Regions from separate parts of the Sus scrofa genome. Here region 2 is linked to region 1. Evidence: chromatin contacts called from public HiChIP or PLAC-seq data. All regions are on one chromosome and are shown on one strand. Each heading gives the region's core, a stretch centred on a gene start, on an enhancer-like site or on the middle of the called end of the contact. The rest is flanking DNA. Distances are from core to core; before and after follow the strand shown.

Region 1 (3,858 bases), core at 474-2,973:
TAAATACACAATTTATTATTTGAAGCATTTTTTTGCACATGTTAGTACTTAAACCTAGTTGAAAGTGTTTATTAATAAACTTCATAAGTTATGTTGAAATGTTTATACTACCCTGCTCCAAAATGAGTCAGCTAAATTCCACTTGCTATTTAAAGAGACAGTATCAACTAAATTAGTACTATTGTCTGAAGTAAGTTGCAAATATCGGTCACTCCATACAAGCTTGATTGGCTTGAAATATTTTCAAGTTTGAACCAAGGTGTCTTTTTTGCTGACAAAAGGAAAGATGACTGTCCCGTTTAAATGCTTTAGGGAATAATTGTCACGATTCTGGCCAGGTTAAATTTGATTAGTCTGCTTCTCCCTTTTTTATAATTTTAGTAAGAAGTGTTAATACTCATTAAAACATAAGTAAAGAGAGTATCCTAGTATGTGGTGGTTGGAAAAGCCATGAGATTCTAGGAAATAGCAAGCTCTAGCTTTTGAAGTACTTCCGTGCACTTATCTGAAATGTTCATAACTTAAAAATGACCTCATTGTCAACATTAAGGTACATTTAAATGACAGGGACCATAAGTTAATAGCACAATATCTTCCCTTTGATTAAAAATGCTCTGAAATAAGTTTTTTTGTACATTCATACACATTTCAAGGTGACACAGGAACTCTCCAGTTTTTTTTCGTTTATTAAATGTTTATGTTCTGTTAACTCAGGAAAATTGTACTGAATTTAGCAAAACATTACTGTATTTGTGCTAATTTTAACAAGGCTTCTGGAAAAGCAAGGGTATGTTTGTTTGCTGTGTAAAGGTCTTTCTGGTAACCTAACATTAAATACCAGCCATCACTAAAGTGGTGTATTTATTTTGCTTCATTTTGCTTTATTGTAATTGGCAAGTTTGAAAAGAATTCATTATTTTCTGGTATAAGAAAGACAAGCACTTGTAAAAGTTTTAATAGAACCCTTGGCTGAGCAGTAAATCTATGGCTGATAATTTTGTGCATTGCAGGTTTCTAGACACTGATTTTAAAGTATACGTAGACCTAGATTTCACATGTCAAAGGAAGAAGGAAAGGAATTTCCTAAGCAGCTGACACCTAAATTCTTTGTTAAAGAGCTTCACTTTTTGGTGCCAAAGTAATAGAAAGAGATGATCTATCAGCTCTTTTCAGTCTTCTGTAAAGGTGTTGGAGCATTTTAAAAGTACAGATGCTCTGCATCAGAGAATTGTTGAATTACTAGTGGACCCAACTTTTAGGTGTTAGATTTAAGAAGTCTTTAGAGCTACCTCCAATATACAGCCAATTTAAAGAACCACTAACAGATACCATGAGTCATTAATTAATTGTCATTATTTGAAATGATATGCCTGTAGTGCACTAGAGCAGAAAGTGATTTAAAGATACTAATTGCCCAAATTGATTTAAACATAATTCTGATCCAGAAGTGTGACCTTTTCAGAAATTAAAACACTGATAGGTAAAATAAAAAAATTAATTGTAATGTTTAATGAGAAATTTCTTTTATTCTGAAGAATGTAAAGTCATAATAAATTATTAGCAATCTGCAGTTCATGTCCATTGTTTCATAAGTGCAACAAAATATTCAAAATTTAGCTTATTTTTTAAGAATAACAAGGTACAGTGGCAACTCACTAATTTAATGATTTTATTGTTTTACTATATGCTAGTTTCTAAAATTTTGTTTTTGTTTTGTTTATAGCAGAAAAATATGGCTCAGGAGACTAACCAGACCCCAGGGCCCATGCTGTGTAGTACAGGATGTGGCTTTTATGGGAATCCTAGGACAAATGGAATGTGTTCTGTTTGCTACAAAGAACATCTTCAGAGACAGCAGAATAGTGGCAGAATGAGTCCAATGGGTAAGTTGTTTCCAAGGAATAACCCATTTGAAGAATTGGTGGACAGAAAATAGAGACCCAAGAATTGGGGACTAAGACTGAGAATGCTCAAAGTCCCAGGAGAGAAGACCCAAGAAAAGCTTGAAATTTAAAGCAACAGCCCAAGTACTTGGCATGGCTGGCTACATGAGGAATGAGTGACTGTCTACAAGCATCTTCTAGTAGCTTTTTCTCTTTTTTTTTTCTTTTTTTTTATGTTTTGTTTTATTCTTAAGTTCGCTGGATATGACATTTTACATATATATACACATATATATTTGTTTGGCTGTCATTTGAGTGTAGGGCTCTGCAATACAGTGAAAGTGCTTAAGTGGCTAACCTGATTAAATGCAAGTATTTGTTACTTATTAATAGTTTTCATAGTGTTTATAGTGTTGTTTTGTTGCTTAACAATCCTTTTTTTAAATAGGGACAGCTAGTGGCTCCAACAGTCCTACCTCAGATTCTGCATCTGTACAAAGAGCAGATGCTAGTTTAAACAACTGTGAAGGTGCTGCTGGCAGCACATCTGAAAAATCAAGGTAAGATTGAATGTTTCAGGGTTTTCGTGATAAAACAGGGAAGAAATAAAGATAACTATAACATCATAATTATGAATGTTAATAAATTGTAAGGATGTTAATACATTAGATGTCCTTGGCTTTGCGTCTGTTGCATAATTGGGGATTCCAGTGTCCTTTAATATGACCTTGTAGGTCATTGAGTAAAGATATGTATTATAACACATTCCAGAACGACTTTAAGGATACTATGTTGAGAATGCTGTGCTTTTATTTGCTTGTAATTCAGGTATAGGGATTGTAGAAAATGAGAGTATGGTAGACTGTATTGTCGTGCTACACAAAGCATTTTGGCAAAGCTGCCCCTTTTGCCCTTAAACAAACTACAGGCACAGCTAAAAATTTCTAGTTGGCTGTAATAGAACATCATAACCTATACAAATATGCAGACTTGTTTTGTGAGCCATTTATCAAATTGCTTTCCTTAGTCTCAACTATTTGCGCTGGGTATCCTTTTTAGATTATTTAGCTCCATTTGATCCTATTGAAAATAATATATGATTTAAATTGAACTGACAACTTATTACCTCGCAAAGAAGTACCCTTAACATCTTGAAAAATGTTTGCTTGAACTCAAATAGAAATGTGCCTGTGGCTGCCTTGCCTGTAACTCAGCAAATGACCGAAATGAGCATTTCAAGAGAGGACAAAATAACTACCCCGAAAACAGAGGTGTCAGAGCCAGGTATGCTTTTCATTTAATACTAGTTCAGTTCTGGATTTGGTACTGTAAGGAAGGGTTGGTGGGGGGAAATTCTTGTCTTCCCATTGAAGGACCAAAGAGGAGAGAGAGTTATAAAATATAGGCCAAGCAAACCATTATCTTGAAAGTACCTTGAAGTGTAAAATAGTAGTCGCTCTTAAATCTTCTCTCCCTCCTCCCCATAATCCACTCCCACACGTGCAAATCAGCCAAGTTTATAATATGAAGACTGGACATGTTAAGAATTTGATAAACTTAAAAGATAGTTTACCAGTATATTTTAAAGGTATCTAAATCATTGAATGTATTCATAAACAGAAGAGATTATATAAATTAAATTCTAGAGCCGTGAAGAAAAATTTAGTAATCAAAAGCATTAACTCAGTCTGGTATTGTAAATATTATAGAAATTACTCAAGCAAAAGAATATACTGGACACAAAAGAAACTTTGAAGCTAAAGAAATATTAGGTCCCTGTGGGAATTTAAAACTCAGCGTGGAAAGGCATTTTAGTTTTCATTAGATAGTGACTGAGTCTGTGCTTAATTTGGATAGCATGACTCTCCAAAACCATTCTAGCAGAAAGTGCTCTAATATTGCCAGAAGTTTGACTTGTTTGAATTAACTGTGCTGGACCCTAGAACAACCGTCTATGTACTGTATGGGCACATAG
Region 2 (3,858 bases), core at 654-3,153, 100 kb before region 1:
TTTAGTTTGGAGGGCAAAAGCTGAAGACTTTCACGCATACTCAGTAGGAGTTTACTAAAAATCTCTGTGTGTCTGGTTCTGCTGCCTGGGGCCCTAACAGGAAGACCACACTCCATTCTGGGAATGGATTAGAAGTAAATTTGATATTTCTGCTGTGTAAGCTTCTCTTGATGAAATCCAGATTAGGAATGGAAGATAATAAGGTACAGAAATGTAATAGTTAATTTCTAATATATAAGCATCAATCTATTAATTCTTTCCTTCAAAACCTAGAGAGCTAGGAACAAGACAAAGATGTCCACTCTCACCACTTCTATTCTACATTATACTAGAGTTTCTCGCCAGGGCAATTAGGCAAGAAAAAGAAACATGAGGCATACAGATTAGAAAGGGAGAAGTAAATCTATCTCTAGCTACAGATGACCTGATTTTACATACAAAATCTGGAAAGTGTAATAGCATGCCTTTCTGGGCTCTGAAGACAAAAAAGTTTCTCTCCACCACCCTCTCTCACCTTTCAGATTAGTGATTCTCAGACTTCAGTGTGCAAAATTGAGTCGTTAAGTAGGAATTCTTAAGCCCAATTCCTAGAGATTCTAATATACTAGCCTAGGAAACTTTTAAGAAGCACCCAGGAAGTCTAATGCAGGTGAATGTTAGATCAGACTTTATAAAACACAGAACTAAATCTTTGAGAGGTCATTTAGCATAGTGAGTAAGAGTGCAGTATCTAGAACTCAATTGCCTAGGTTCAGTTCTTGGCTCTTCTACTTGCTGTGTGACAAGATACTTAATCTCATTGTGCCTCAGTTTCTCCAACTGTAGAATAGGATTTAATGATAATGCCTACCTAACAGGCTTGAAGAAAGCATTAAACGCACTAACACTAATATATGTAGACATTAGAATAACAAGTGTACTTATTGTCAATTATTTGCAGTAGGGGAACTACTTAGCTGTTCTTGGAAGCTAGGCCTTGCCTGTAGACAACTACAACAAGATTCAGTGACACTTGTAAGTATGGGAAGAAGCATTTTAAGTGCTGGTCCTCTGTACACTCTCTTTTTCCCCTCATTTTTTCTCCTTTCCCTCAGAAAAGCTGTGGCTGATAGACACATTATGTCTGAAATCAAATTAAAGCATGAGCCAGCCAATTCTTCCATAGTTTAAATCCTTCTCTGCCTTAAGGACCATCTCTAATCTTCTGTTTGATGATCATACTTGGCATATTACCAGTGTTTGGGGTTTTTATCCCCCACTATTTTTATGTATTTGTTAATGAATTTGTGTTTCCATGTTTTTTCCACAATGTGTTTCACCAAGAGTTCATTTTCAAATGCAAACATGGCAACTAATGTTCCTAAAACTTTATAACTCACAAAATGTACTTCTCCCCTTTCCCCCTCATTCACTATCATGATAGCAAATCTTTAACATATTGCCTTGCACCTAGGGAGTGGCTCTCAGTGCTCAGATAAATAATTTATACGGATCAACACTTGTTCAAATAATGAAAATGATAATGTTGTAAAGAAAGCATTTTACTGCATTTCCAAGTCTATTCACCAGAGGAACATTATTACCATTCCTAGATATATAGGAAACATGATAGTTGTAAAAGTTCAAAAAATTGATTTTTCTAAAAAAAATTCTTGATAGCAAAAAACAACTTTTTTTTAAATAGTGCAAGGCCTGTTATATACTAGATACTGTTAATTAACAAGGGGGAAGAACTAGTTCTCTCATATTACAGTGCTGCTGTAATTTTTCTATCTGCAAACAACTGTGGTTTCCTGAAGTAGCAAAACCTGAAAAAAAAAATGCGGCAGCTCAGAGAGAAGGAATCGGAGTGGGCTGGTGATTCATGCATCCTCAGGAAGAAGGTTGGACATGACCTCTGAGACACCTGTCAGCCCTGTTTTTTTGTTTTTCTACCATTCTACTCAAACACTAATTTATACTCAAATATTAGTTGCACCTCAAAAACAAACGAGATATTTTCACTCCTTCTCCCCATTTATCAATGTTTTGGTTGGCTTTAAACTTCCCCCGAGAGAGTTGATCAAACCTATATCATGATAAATCTAAGTCATTTTATTCTTCTAATTCTTTGAGGCTCATAGCACTTATAGAATGTGTTTGGGTGGCATTAAAGAGAAACTCCAATCCAAATATAGCTCTCGAGTTGAAGTCTGTATTTCACCTAGAGTGTAAGACAACACTATTTGCTCCTGGGAAGGAAAAGAAAGGATGTATTCCTGACCTTAAGCGACCTATATTTTTGATCTCTTGTAAACATGAAGAGTTGGCAGCTAGGTATTTGTGTGCTAAACTCCACCCCCTCATCCGCATACCATGTTTGGAGGAACTCAGAGGCACTTCCTGTTTAGGGTCATGACCCAAAGCTAGAAACTGCAACTTAGGCAGAATTAGAGTAACAATATCTGCAAGTGGGACTGGCACTTCCTAATAGCTATCATCTCCCTTAGAACCCAAATTTAGGCAGAGGGCAGTAGGGAAGCTGAGGCATTTCATTAAAGAGACACAGCCGTTCCGTGTACCATGTATCCATGCCTGCTCATGTATCCATGCCTGGCTTCCCTTCTCTCTCACACACATACTCTCCTAAGGGTGAGAGGAGTGGCTAAAACACAGAAATAGAGTTCTTTGAAGTGGTGACATCCGTTACAGATCTAAAGTTAAGTTCAGAGGACCCTCAGCAAGGAATTCTGTAAGCTTAATTTTCTAAAATTAATCCATCTAAAGCTTAAGCAGGGAATACTGATTTCATCTTGAAGGAGACTTCTGCCACTTTGCAAAATCACTTAGTTAACTAATTCAGGACTGGTAGTAATGACTAATTTTAAACCAAAATATCCATTACAGAACAGAACTAGATCTACTGTTTTTATTAAGGTAATTATCAGGATAATTGCCAAATTTCCCTTAGTTTGTTTTATTCCATATAAGCCGAGCCTGCCTGTTTATATGCACTGAAATAATATATCCTTGTATTAATAAACAAATGTACTGAGAACAAATCTGCAGTCAGAAACTTCACTGTCAGAGGTAAGAATAAGAAAGAAAACAAGGGCTGTATTTCCAATCCAGGCCTTCAGCTTTATGTAAATAAATGAAAACTTTATTTAAAAATCTATGTCCTTATTGTACCCATATTCAGAAGGTTTATGTATATTTTTTATTTTTTTTTTTTACTTTTTTAGGGCCACACCTGCCACATATGGAGGTTCCAAGGCTAGGGGTCCAATCGGAGCTACAGCTGCTGCCCTACACCATAGCCACATTGATGAGAGATCCGACCCATGTCTGCAACCTACACCACAGCTCATGGCAACACCAGATCCTTAACCCACTGAGGGAGGCCAGGGATCAAACCCCAAACCTCATGGTTCCTAGTTATATTCGTTTCCACTGAGCCACAATGGGAACTCCAGTTTCTGTATATTGTAATAAAATCTCTACACTGGCAAATATCAACAAAATAATAAATTCATAAAAGAGTAAAAGATAGGACTATTATACAATTTCAAGCCACTTTCAAGGATGGGTGAAGTTTGACAAATTCCCTTCTTCTCATCTGTGAAAGGATCTGGAAAGGTGTTCTTGCCTGTCTAGTATGGCTCTTCCTCCCATGAGTCCCAAGTAACTGGGCTATTGGAGCTCCTAAACAGGTATCCTTCAGTTACACACGGCTGTTGAGCTGGCCTGAAACTCCTCTGATACTTCTTTATCTGTGTCATCATCCGCGAAGTCAATGACTAATACAGCACGTTAAAAGGAAGTCAGAGAATTTTCTTCAAAGCAAGGGCCTCAAACTCAAAGACCCACAGAAACCAG

Evidence for each region. HiChIP or PLAC-seq counts read pairs in DNA pulled down with a chosen protein or histone mark.
Region 2: an H3K27ac HiChIP or PLAC-seq map of skeletal muscle shows a contact between it and region 1. The contact joins the enhancer-like site here to the promoter of ZFAND5 in region 1. A contact is called at or near these places in 3 of 5 promoter capture datasets (fetal liver and liver), 18 of 47 Hi-C or Micro-C datasets (adipocytes, alveolar macrophages, blood and 8 more) and 2 of 2 datasets of contacts at active chromatin or transcription factors (alveolar macrophages and skeletal muscle).

What each region holds. Positions count from the first base shown.
Region 1 is chr1:225,707,056-225,710,913 of Sscrofa11.1, reverse strand. It overlaps ZFAND5 (zinc finger AN1-type containing 5), which reads left to right and starts at 1,723. Exons shown (of 5, transcript NM_001097506.1): 1 at 1,723-1,883; 2 at 2,332-2,443; 3 at 3,064-3,167. The coding sequence starts at 1,733.
Region 2 is chr1:225,809,031-225,812,888 of Sscrofa11.1, reverse strand. All of the region lies in intron 2 of TMC1 (transmembrane channel-like protein 1), which reads right to left. Among named protein-coding and RNA genes, the nearest start is that of TMC1, 96 kb to the right of the region's middle. Within about 2 kb of position 1,903, at least 22 of the 83 cell types and tissues checked have an H3K27ac peak or open chromatin away from gene starts, as enhancers often do. A contact at or near this core is called in alveolar macrophages, liver, omental adipose tissue and 2 more, where this site is marked.